Linked DNA regions of Zea mays: regions 1 and 2 are each linked to region 3. A link is a contact called in public Hi-C and HiChIP or PLAC-seq data. All regions are on one chromosome and are shown on one strand. The core of a region is the stretch at or near the end of the contact, and the rest is flanking DNA. Distances in the headings are between cores, read along the strand shown.

Region 1 (3,953 bases), core at 69-2,568, 190 kb after region 3:
TAAAGTATTTTAGCTGAATTAGTAACTAGCTCTCTCTCATCAAACATGCTCTTGAGCTCTTCTATAACCAACATGTTCTTCTATAACCGCAAGATATACTCTTATGTAGCTATGCCACGAGTTACTTTCGTAGACCCCAAAAGTTAGCACAATCAAGTACTTATCATCCTAATATAATATGTTCTCTTAAAAATTGTTAGGTCACTTTGTGCCCCACAACCCCTTAATCTCATACAACCAAATAAGCTCATATAACGGTGCAAAACACTGTTTTGAACTATAGATTGCGCTGTTTACAGAATGAAGTTAAAAACGAGAGACGAGGATTGCTAGAGATAGCCTTACCAATAGGAGCCAGTGTAAGCATGTAACACGTGCAGAAGAAATTTGGAATTATGACATTATGAAAAGTGGAATTCGCTACTTTGTCATCAGTTTATGAGGCTTCATCTGAATATCATTATAAAAATGTTGCACGCTGTAATGTCATTTGATCGTTTAATAAAATAAAAAAGAAATGTATATATTTGTATGGATATTGAGGTCTAGTTTTATTGGGACACATAGAGACAACAGGGGCTTACGACGAACATCAGTCACCGAAGTGATAATGGATGAACAATAATAAGGGTAAAATTGTCCCTCAATGTCTCTATAAATATTGTCCCTTAGAATTAGTTTGGAAATTCAAATCTCCTTCGGGATTGAAGGAGATTGAAGAGAAAATTAGTTCATTTCCACCTCAATTCCCTCAAATCCTAAAGTGAATTTGAGGTTCCTAAAATAGCCCTCAATGTCTCTATAAATATTTTTTTTGTTTTTATAAAACATCAAAATGATATTACAACAGGTGCAACATATTTTATTTAATTCACATATTTGTAATGTAATAGATAACTAATAACGTTAAATTATATTTGTTTAAGTACAACTACAATAAGGTACCAATAACATTAAACTATATTTGTTTAAGTACAACTGTAATAAGGTACCACTTTAAAAATTGATACTGATCTATTTAAATTTAATACCACTGTAACGTTAAATTATATTTGTTTAAGTACAACCGTAATCAATACTATATTGAAAATGAGTACCGGCTTATTCAAAATGGTTACCGTCGGTAATCGAGTGTTAATCATTATCATTAATATTTACGTTATATTTCATGAACCAAACGACACCTGAAAATGTAAATCATTACCGTTACATTTGGTGAAACAACTGACAAGGTTGTGAAACCCACCTCGAAGGCAGAATTCTGAATTTCTCACCGTCTAACTGTAGGTGCAGCTGTGATCTCCCAACGCCATTTCACGGTTCTTCGTCAACCGTCATCGCTTTCTCCCCCTCCCCCGTCTCTTCTCCCTCGAGGGAATAAGCCCGCCGCGTGAAGCTTCTTCTTGCATCCGAGTGCGGAATCACCTCCAATCTGCCCCTCGGGCCGCCGGCGCCGATGGAGAAGGTGAAGAACATGCTCAAGCCGCGGCCGACGCCGCAGCAGCAGCTGCGCGAGTGGCAGCGCCGCCTCCGCAACGAGTGCCGCGTCCTCGACCGTCAGATCCGAGGTCCTACCCCCGAACGCGCCCGCATCTCCTTCCCTTCTCGTCCCCCACATCTCCTTCCCCTGGTCTCCAAGGGAACTGGCGATCGGGCTCGTGTGGACGGGTACTAGGTGTGATTCAAGGATTGGTGGTCGGGTGTTGCTTGTTGCTCTGGTTTGCCTCAGAAATGGCCAAGGCGGTGATGCGATTAGCCGAGCGATTCTCCCGACCCTGGGGGCTGTGCGCCAAACCCTTAACCCTTACCTGTAAGTATTTTTGGGTATGAATTGTTTTTGCAGATGTGCAGAGGGAGGAGAAGAACGTGGAGAAAGCCATCAGGGAGGCTGCCAAGCGCAATGACATGGGATCTGCAAAGGTAGTTTACTTTTCTTGATTTTTTTGGTACAAGTGTTAGGCCCTGTTTGTACCCTCTAGATTATATAATCCAGCTTAAATAAGTTAAGAGACAAACAAACAACGCATATTATTAAGTAGATTATATGATCTAGATACCTAGATTATGATAATCCATAAGCAGGTCATAGGTGCTTAACTGATTATATAATCTATAAGCTAGATTATATTATCCAACAAGGAAACAAACAGGGCCTTACTCTGCTAGTCTGCTTGCTCTCTCGTGCTTAGCATAGTTCGTTGGGATTTTGAGAGTACCACAGTTTGTCAAGGTGAATCTAGGAACAATGTAGATACTAATCAAATTGATCTCCTGCCACTAAACCTAAGGTTTTAGAATTGATGTTCATTTCATTGTGTAATGTGGATTTAGTTCTATTACATGAGCGAAAAAAATCCTACAGGTCTTAGTGCAGGAATATTGGACACGATAGGAGGAGCAATTGCACTGAATAAAAAAAACAATATCATAACCTTTTCACACCTCATTACGAATTTTATATGCCAATGCCATACATTTGATAGACTATAACTCTTGGTGTAAAGCTTCATATCTGGCAATCTAATATAATATGAAGCATGTTTTTCTCACCGCAAAGAGAGTGAATGTGAAACTGGATTTGCTTACATTATATAGGTTGAGGATGATTGGATTTTTTTCTCCCTATCTGTTTCTTACCTTTATTGTGTTGTCTGGTTATCTGTGAAGGAAGGAGAAAATGCGTATAATATGTGGGATGTTTATTGCTTGAGCCCTCGAGCTGTTTATATAAGAGTACATGGCTTGGAGGGCAAGGCGCCTCTCCTAGAGATAAGAAGGCTATCATCGGATTACAATCAATCCTAAACTATCCATATCCGGTGTTGCCTAATATACTTTAACATCCCTCCGCAGTCACAGAGGGAGTGGCGCAGACGATGAGACTGTAGAAGAAGCAGTCGAGCTGACATCCCCTCCACAGTCGTAACAGTCGATGCGACGTAGATGCTGTGGCTAGAGTGGAAGCCAATGAGGTTGCCCAAGCAAGGCAGTAGCCCTTTGTGCCGATGTCGAGGTAGCCAAGGATGAGGACGCAGAGCCGTTGTCGAAGTGCCGTGTGTTGGGTAGTCGTGGTCGAGGAAGATGTCGAGGATGACGGAGAAAACAAACTGCACAAGTCACAGCGCTCCAGAGGACGTCGTGGTGACCGTGGCGTTGAGAAGCAGTCGTAGACAAAGGTGCGATGCGTCGAGGCAGATGAGGGTGTCGATGCCGGGGGCGACGTGTCAAGCAGCCATGGACGATGTGTGTTCTAGGTTTGCCAAGCCTAGAAATGTGTCGTGGATGAATGCACGTGTCGATGGTGCCAGTACCAGACATACTAGGTAGAGGGCCCCAACCATATGTGCCAGCATCTCAAGGGACCAGCAAAGGAGGCCTCCGTGACGGTTGTGATGAAGCACGGAGGGAGTGTCGATGCAACGCACGGTTGTCAGAGCGGAGTATATGAAGTAGTCGAGGACGCGATAATGAATTCCCTAGATCTGGCGACAAGGCTGTGCTAGACAAAGCGAAGAGGTAGGCGTGAGCGAAGAGGTAGGCGTGGCGACACATCGAGGTTCCTGGAGTCGCGGCGGCGAGAGCCACGACTCATAGGAAACTAACCTCAATGGTGCCAGTGGAGCGCGATGGTGGTATTTGTCGGCGAAGAACTCGATGACAAATGCGGTGCAGTTCGGCGACGGTGGTTGCCTGGCTGGCACGCCTAGGACAGGCACAACATCAGCGCAAGGTGTTGACGCAGCATGCAGGAGGACCCGCAGCGCAGAACAATGGGTGTGTCGACGCAGCTCGCATGTGTCGAACCGCTTGCTCAAACCGTGCGCGGGAGACACGCACTGACGAGGTCGACGATGATGTAGATGCAACGACGTTAGTTGACGACAGACGACGATGCTGCTAATTGAGGTGGCGACGTAACTACGACCCTCTTGCTTGGCGAAGCATCGCGCGAT
Region 2 (3,614 bases), core at 244-2,743, 150 kb after region 3:
ACGATGTGTGTGGCGACGTGCTTTACCGTGGCTGTCGTCTGGCAACAATGCCTTCCTTGCCTCTACGTCAGCCGAGTATGAACGTATGGGCGTGCTCCTACCACACGCTTGATAGGAGGGCATGGTGCCGAGGCCCACGGGTGTACGAGTTCCCATCATGGGTCTTTCATTTCTCCGCCTCGTAGAGTTGCTCGGCGAAGCTTAGTGGGTCTGCCTTGCAGAGTTGCTCGGCGGGACTTGGTCGGCCTAGATGGACCGTTATGAGTTATGAGCTTACTTAGGGTACCGTGTTCCTAGGTACCGGTCACTAACTACTAGCTAACAGACTAATAGGTAGTTGAGCGTGCAACTACTTGTTTACTAGACTATTAGCTGGGGTGTTTCGATGTCTATAACTAAAAGCAGTTAATATCTGAACTATTAGCTAAGCTGTTTGGATGTCTCCAACTAATTTTAGCAGCTATTTGTTAGTTCTAGTGCAAACAAGGGCTTAGCCATTTTCAGTCCCAAACTAGGTGACTGAAAGTAACCTTCTAAATTTTAGTTCTTTAGTAATAAAGGAGGTAACTAATAGTGACTACACTTTTCTTTTACACAATCTGCTCCTCATTAGGTCTCCTATCTCTCCTAAAAATGAATCAGATGTATGGATTAGAGACGATCTTATCTTTACAATAACTAACATTTTTGGGGGTTTTGGTTTAGGGTCTAAAGTTTAGTCCGTATCATATTAGGTCTTGTTCGGTTACAAGAGAATAAATCCCACCATGGATTTAATCCGGGTCTGGATTGGACGAATCCATATGTCACACTCAATCCCATGGTGGGATTAAATTCATCATTTAATCCATGTATCTCTCAAAGCTAGCTATTGTTTTGATCCATGGATTATAATATAAACTTATGCAATCTTCATGGATTTGTTACATACCTAATGAGCTATGGATAGAATCCATGCCTTTCATAGTTTAAAAAATTCCCAAATCCTTGGGTTATAATCCATGATGGGTTTAACCGAATAAAAAAATTAAGTAGATTTGGATTATTTTGGGGCATGGACTGTGGCATGGATTTAATTCTAATCCATGCTAATTCAGAGCTGGATTGGTGTAAACGAACAAGACCTTAGGTGTTTTGAATGTATATTACGAGTATTAAATATGGTCTACTATTACGATTTCTTTGATTTAGTCCGTGGGACCAATTGTCAGTTTTGCCCCTTTAGTTACTAAAATTTATAAGGCTGGCAAAAGCAATTAAATAGGCCATGGACCATGGTACGACTGGTCAAACTTTCTTTTTCGTTTTTTACTCGCGGGCGGCATCCTTCTCTGTTCTCTCCCTGTCTCCAAAGTCCAAAGTCCAAACTCTCTATCTCGCCGTGTCCCGTCGCGAGCCTCCGTACGCTCGGTCTACGCACCCGGCGCCATCCTGATCTGATCAGTGGAATTAGGTCTGTGGACGCGGCCCACGGACGGCAAACGTTCCGACCTAACCACATTCCTTCCATCATTTCATCCTTCCCGGTGCGGCTGCGGCCAGATGCGTCCAAATTCCTCATATTTTCTCTCCTCCCCTGGTCCCTTCTCGTTCTCGCCCGCGTAATTCCTCTCTGGCGTCTACCAAAAGCGGAGCAACCGAGGCAAGAAAAAGGGGTGGGCGAGGAAAAGCGATTAGGCTTCTCTTCCAGTTCCTGATTCAGTCTGAGGTGAGGTACTCTGCAGTCTGCACCTAGAATAAGCATTTCTAGCCTTTTTTTTTCTGCGGTTGCTGGGTCGGGCGAGTTCCTACTGGGTTTTGGCCACTATGTATTGATATATCTGATCCGGAGGCGGGTTTAATTATTGGAAATCCTCGTGCGATTCTGAGGTGAAGAGCGGTGCCCGTGGTTATCTTGGTGAGCCGCATGTTTGGGTCGTATATATGCAAGTTCTAATCCTGCTGCTAGATTTGGAGAAGGGCCATAGGATGGATGGATGGATGTGACTGTGGTGAAGTTAATCAAATTGGAGGAATCGAATGCTGCGGTTCGGGTAACGCATGACAGTGGCCAATGCTATGCTATTGAATGGACAGTAAGACCTTAAGACAGTAAACTGGAGAGGAATTTGGATTCTAGATGATACAATTTACTTTTAGTGGATCTAGGAGAACTGGATAAATAGCTATAAAACGCTTGGCTAGTTGCGTATTTGAATCATAATATTCCATTCTTGGAGCCAGTGACGCTTGAGGCCCTGCTCCTTTGCATTTTTTGGCTACCTTATGAATAACAGTCTCTCTCTCTCTCTCTCTCTTTTCAGAAACAATGGATATCTGAAGCATGAAAAGTCAACCCACCTCACTCTTTTAAACAGTTCGGTTAACACACTTAATGGCTGCGGTGTTTGCATGACATTCTCTTTGAGCTTATATGGGGTAGGTGCCAAAAAAGAGAGATTTATTATCATCTTATGACATCACAAATATTTTTTTGTCATGCGAATGTAATTAATATATGAAGCGCCTGAATTCCATCTTTTGAGCGATTCCCGCCTCAAGCATATCTGATGCTTAATTTATGCAGAGCAGTGGCTGTATTGGTAATTTAAGCAGATCTCAGTCACTTCCAGATTCTAAACCGAAGCGATCTTTGAGAAAGAAATATCAGGATTCATCGACTGGAAACAGAAGACGATGGCAATCGGGTCTAGAAGCAATGGAGAAGAATGTTAGCATATCTGTTTCTCTTGAGGGGAATATCTCTTCTATTCCCAATTCAATAGCCAACGACTCTAAAACGTCAATGGAAAACAGGGTAGATACATCATTTATCAACCATGGTACGATATCATTTTGAAATTTTGGCACCTTGTTGTATTTAATGAGTTATATCTGTGTTTGGATGCTTACAACCTAAGTGGATTGAGAATGGTAGCTTGATTGTAAGGTAAATATGATTGTAGTTGTTTCATCCGTTAGATTTTATAGCATCTTTAATATGCAGTTAATTGTGCTTGTACCAACACCAATGCCATATCCAAATTGTTTCTCTTTTGAACAAGAACTGTTCATATAGGCTTGTTTTTCTTGGAACGATAAAGAAAATCACATGTAAAGGGGTTCATTCATTACTGTTGTCATGTTAAAGTCAGACTACAGAATATTGTATCTTGCTCTCTTACTTTTTGCAAGGGAAAGCTTTTTGTTAGCATGATTTTCTGTGGTCAGTTATTCAGACAATAACACATTTGTTATAGTTATTAGCCTGGTCAATAGTACCAGTTTTTGCGGGGGATATGGACGAATGAATAGGATTTGATGCCAGAGAGTCATTTGTATACCAATTATAATATTTGTTTCTGCAGCGGCTGAAGCATGGGCTGAGATGAGAAGACAATGGGTTGGACGCCAGGCAGAAGTTCTGAGAAAGACCCCCCGAGAGCCAGTGATAAGGTTCCTGACGCTCTTTCATTTGCATGAATTATACTCTCTCCATTCTTTTTTATTTGTCGCGTTTTAGTTTAAAAATAAACTAGCAGGTGACAAATATTCGAGAACGTTATTTGTCATGTTTTAGTTCAAAAATGAACTAGAGGGTGACAACGATTTGAGAACGGAGGTAGTAATTTCCT
Region 3 (3,660 bases), core at 1,064-3,563:
GGTCGCGAGGCCTACTGGGAAGCGCTGTGGCCAACGATGCAACCAACGCCCGCACGGCACATGTGTCCGAGCGGCCTACTGTGCCGGTGAGCGCGAGGCCGCGTGCACCGTGCACGGATACGCGACGCGGCCCTTCACATGCGCGGCCACTGGGCACGTCCAGGCGTCCAGCCCCGGCACCCGGCAGGCATGTGCCGCCGCTTTTCGGGGGAGCGTTGCCCTTTGTCTTGGCTCGCGCCGTCGTCGGCATCCGACCCGTCTGAACATTTAATGCGTCTGCACGCGCACTGCCCTTTCTCTCTCTTTTTTTAATTCTAGAAAGATAATGTGGTTTTAGACCTTTTTTTTAAGAACCGGTTTTGTCATCCTGTGACGTGTATAAATGATGCTACTGTACTGGTACACATATGAATATGTTCCAAAAAACAAAGGTATAAACACATTTTTTTTACTCGCTGAGGGTTAGTTTTAAGCCACAAACCCGAAGATAAGAGGGTCTAAAATCTTATTCTTATTCAAAATTAAATAAGAAGGAAATTTTAGTCCTCCATCCCATCCAGTTTTGTAATTGCTAAATTAACTCTGAAAGTTAGGAGCAGGGGAACAAAATTCTTAAACCTTTCGATTATTCCTATTCCATATGGATTAGATGGAATTAAAAAATTATAATTTTTTATTTGTTTAGAATTTATACCCACTCAATCTTATCCAATCTATATGGATTGAGAGCAAACAAACCTCATTTAAGGACTGATCGTCCGCTGTCAATGCGCTCTTGCAGGATGCTGCAGGTGTTCTTCTTTTTATTATAAAAAATAAAAAAAATAACAGGATGTGCTGTGCTTTTTCTCTCTTGGGCCAAACTGTCTTTCGGGCTTTGGCTCTTCCGGCACTCGGATACACTAATGTAGCTATAGGGCCTACTATCTGGGCTTAGCTAATGTAACATCCACATATTTGGATGTTTGTTCGAGCTGCTTGGGGCCTGGAAGCCGAAAGAGTCACAGCGGGCTTGCGGGAAACGATCTAGGCGGTGTTTCCACGAAGCCGGGCCGCCGGGGCCTGGAATCTGCTCACTGCTACCTGAGCTCCCATCAGCACCTGAGCCTGGGTATTCAATTAAAACTAAAATTCAGTTCGGCCCTTTCGGTTTTTTAAAAGTTCGATCTTCATATAAAACCATTTCATATCCCTACTTTTCATCCACTATCAATTTTTATCTACTAACAATTATTCATGGATAAAAAATATAAGACATGAACAGTGACATAGAGTCATCACACCGTCAGCATGAGAGAGAAAAATAACGTCGTTTAGGTTATCTCTAGCAGGCTGTGTCAACGTAAGAGAGAAAAATGACATCATTTATGTCATCTCGAGCAGGTCGTGTATAGGAATGTGCAAAACACTGTTTAAGGGCGCTGCGGGAGCCGCTGCAGCCAGTCTGAAGCTATCTCCAACAAGACCCGCTATAGCAACATGTACGCTAAATTTAGAGGACATGGTGCTCCTTTATGCCTCCTGCAAGGAACGCTGAGTGCGCTAAAATTTAGAGTCTGTGTTGGAGCTTCTACATCTAGAGAATAACTATTCGTCCGCTATCGACGCATTGCTGCACACATCCGACAAATACGACGTCGCCCATGGCCGCATCACGACAACCTCCAAACGAGCCTGCTTGCACGAAGCTCGCGCCGCGGAGAAGATAGCAGCAACGCCGGGGAAGATGACCAACACGTCGCGGTAGTCACCCTAGAGCTTGCGGCGGACACCATGGTGCCTCGGTTGCGACGGCTTGGAGAAGCTGGGCGCTGCATGGAGGAGCTCCGCCGGAGAGTATGACCCTGCTGCGGTGGCGAGGAGTCGCTTGATGGCGGCGGCGGCGAGAAGTCTGGCAACGACGCTATGGATCTCGGCCACGGAAGAGAAAAACAAAAGGCAAAAATTGGTCGTCAAATACATGAACAGGAAAACCCAATTTTCCCACAGCGACCTCTTATATGTATTCATATGAATAAAACATATTTTCTAATATATAAATAGACTCAACATTTTGTAAAAAATGTCATTTTAAAAATTTGTGTTAATATATGTTGGTAAATATAGAGAATGAGATATAGAGAACGGAATTTAGAGATTATTATCGGAGATGTTAAAGATATAGATAACAGAATCTTTTAGAGAGTGAAGAAGACTGATGCGAATCTTCAAATGCGAAGTGGTCCTACACTATTTGTTCTCATCAAGCATGTGAAAATGAAGCGCAAATTAGGAAGGAACAAATGAAAGAGCCAACGGTCGGGCAACAAGACATGAGCATCTGAAGACACGCAGTGTGGCAGTGTGCTGTGCACACCACACGATGCACAAGCGCTGAAGATAAAGCAAGCACCAGATCGTCCCGACGACAGTACTAGCCACTAGCTAGCTAGCGTCGCGATGGTTGACCTGCGCCTCCAGGTCGTCGCCACCGTCCTGGGCGTGGCCCTGGCGGCCGCTGCCGCCGGCAGCTCCAGCGGCAAGCAGTTCGAGTTCCAGGAGGCCACCGTGGACGCCATCCACCAGGGATTCAGGAACGGCAGCCTCACGTCGACGGCGCTCGCCCGGTTCTACCTGGAGCAGATCGCCCGCCTCAACCCGCTGCTCCGCGCCGTCATCGAGGTGAACCCGGACGCGCTCGCGCAGGCGGCGCGCGCCGACGCGGAGCGCGCCGCCTCGCGCGGGCGCTGCGCCGTCGGGCTGCACGGCATCCCCGTCCTGCTCAAGGACAACATCGACACGCGCGACCGGCTCAACACCACGGCCGGCTCGCTCGCGCTGCTCGGCTCCGTCGTCAGGCGCGACGCCGGCGTGGTGGCGCGCCTCCGCCGCGCCGGCGCCGTCATCCTCGGCAAGGCCAACCCCTCCGAGTGGTCTAACTTCCGCCCCGTCGCCTCCGGCTGGAGCGCCCGCGGCGGCCAGACGCTGGTACGACTCCAGATGCTTTTTTTTTCCGCGCCAAGTAGCAGTTACGGTTACGGAGACCGACGGCGGCACGGATGCAACAAATCTGATGCTGCTATGCGTGAAATTACAGAATCCATATGTTCTCTCGGTAACCCCATGCGGGTCAAGCGCTGGGCCTGGCGTTGCGGCGGCAGCCAACATGGCGGCGGTGACACTTGGATCGGAGACCGACGGCTCCATCCTCTGCCCGTCGTCGCTCAACTCGGTGGTCGGGATCAAACCCACTGTTGGGTTGACGAGCCGATCCGGTGTCATCCCCATCACGCCTCTTCAAGACACTATTGGGTAAGAAACAGAAAATACCCACCGGTTAGCTCGAAGATGTCAGACTCCAAGCATCGTAGTTCACTTGTGCCTGTCGTTCGTTGCAGACCAATGTGTCGCACAGTTTCGGACGCCGTCCGTGTGTTGGACGTCATTGTCGGCTACGACGAGCTTGACGCTGAAGCCACCGGAGCAGCGTCCAAGTACATCCCACACGGGGGTTACACGCAGTTCCTGAGGACCAACGGACTGAGGGGCAAGAGGATCGGTGTCCCCGACGTATTTTTTCAAGGATACGACGATATGCAACTGGCGGTCTATGAGAAGCATCTCGATACAATGAGGTAGCTGTTTATACAACATGACGGTGTCTCGCAGCAACAAAATCAC

The links. Hi-C and Micro-C count contacts between places; a contact is called where the count stands out from the background. HiChIP or PLAC-seq counts read pairs in DNA pulled down with a chosen protein or histone mark.
Region 1: a contact with region 3 is called in a Hi-C map of ear, with 1.9 times the contacts expected there. The contact joins the promoter of LOC100216894 here to the promoter of LOC100283862 in region 3. A contact is called at or near these places in 3 of 25 Hi-C or Micro-C datasets (ear, endosperm and tassel).
Region 2: a contact with region 3 is called in an H3K4me3 HiChIP or PLAC-seq map of leaf, with 2.4 times the contacts expected there. The contact joins the promoter of LOC103633165 here to the promoter of LOC100283862 in region 3. A contact is called at or near these places in 1 of 25 Hi-C or Micro-C datasets (ear) and 2 of 3 datasets of contacts at active chromatin or transcription factors (leaf and seedling).

The regions. Positions count from the first base shown.
Region 1 is chr7:154,684,278-154,688,230 of Zm-B73-REFERENCE-NAM-5.0, reverse strand. It overlaps LOC100216894, which reads left to right and starts at 1,318. Exons shown (of 5, transcript NM_001143281.1): 1 at 1,318-1,920. The coding sequence starts at 1,906.
Region 2 is chr7:154,725,982-154,729,595 of Zm-B73-REFERENCE-NAM-5.0, reverse strand. It overlaps LOC103633165, which reads left to right and starts at 1,493. Exons shown (of 6, transcript NM_001328616.2): 1 at 1,493-1,708; 2 at 2,304-2,418; 3 at 2,572-2,822; 4 at 3,348-3,435. The coding sequence starts at 2,414.
Region 3 is chr7:154,873,624-154,877,283 of Zm-B73-REFERENCE-NAM-5.0, reverse strand. It overlaps LOC100283862 (amidase), which reads left to right and starts at 2,313. Exons shown (of 5, transcript NM_001156760.2): 1 at 2,313-2,967; 2 at 3,077-3,291; 3 at 3,378-3,614. The coding sequence starts at 2,440.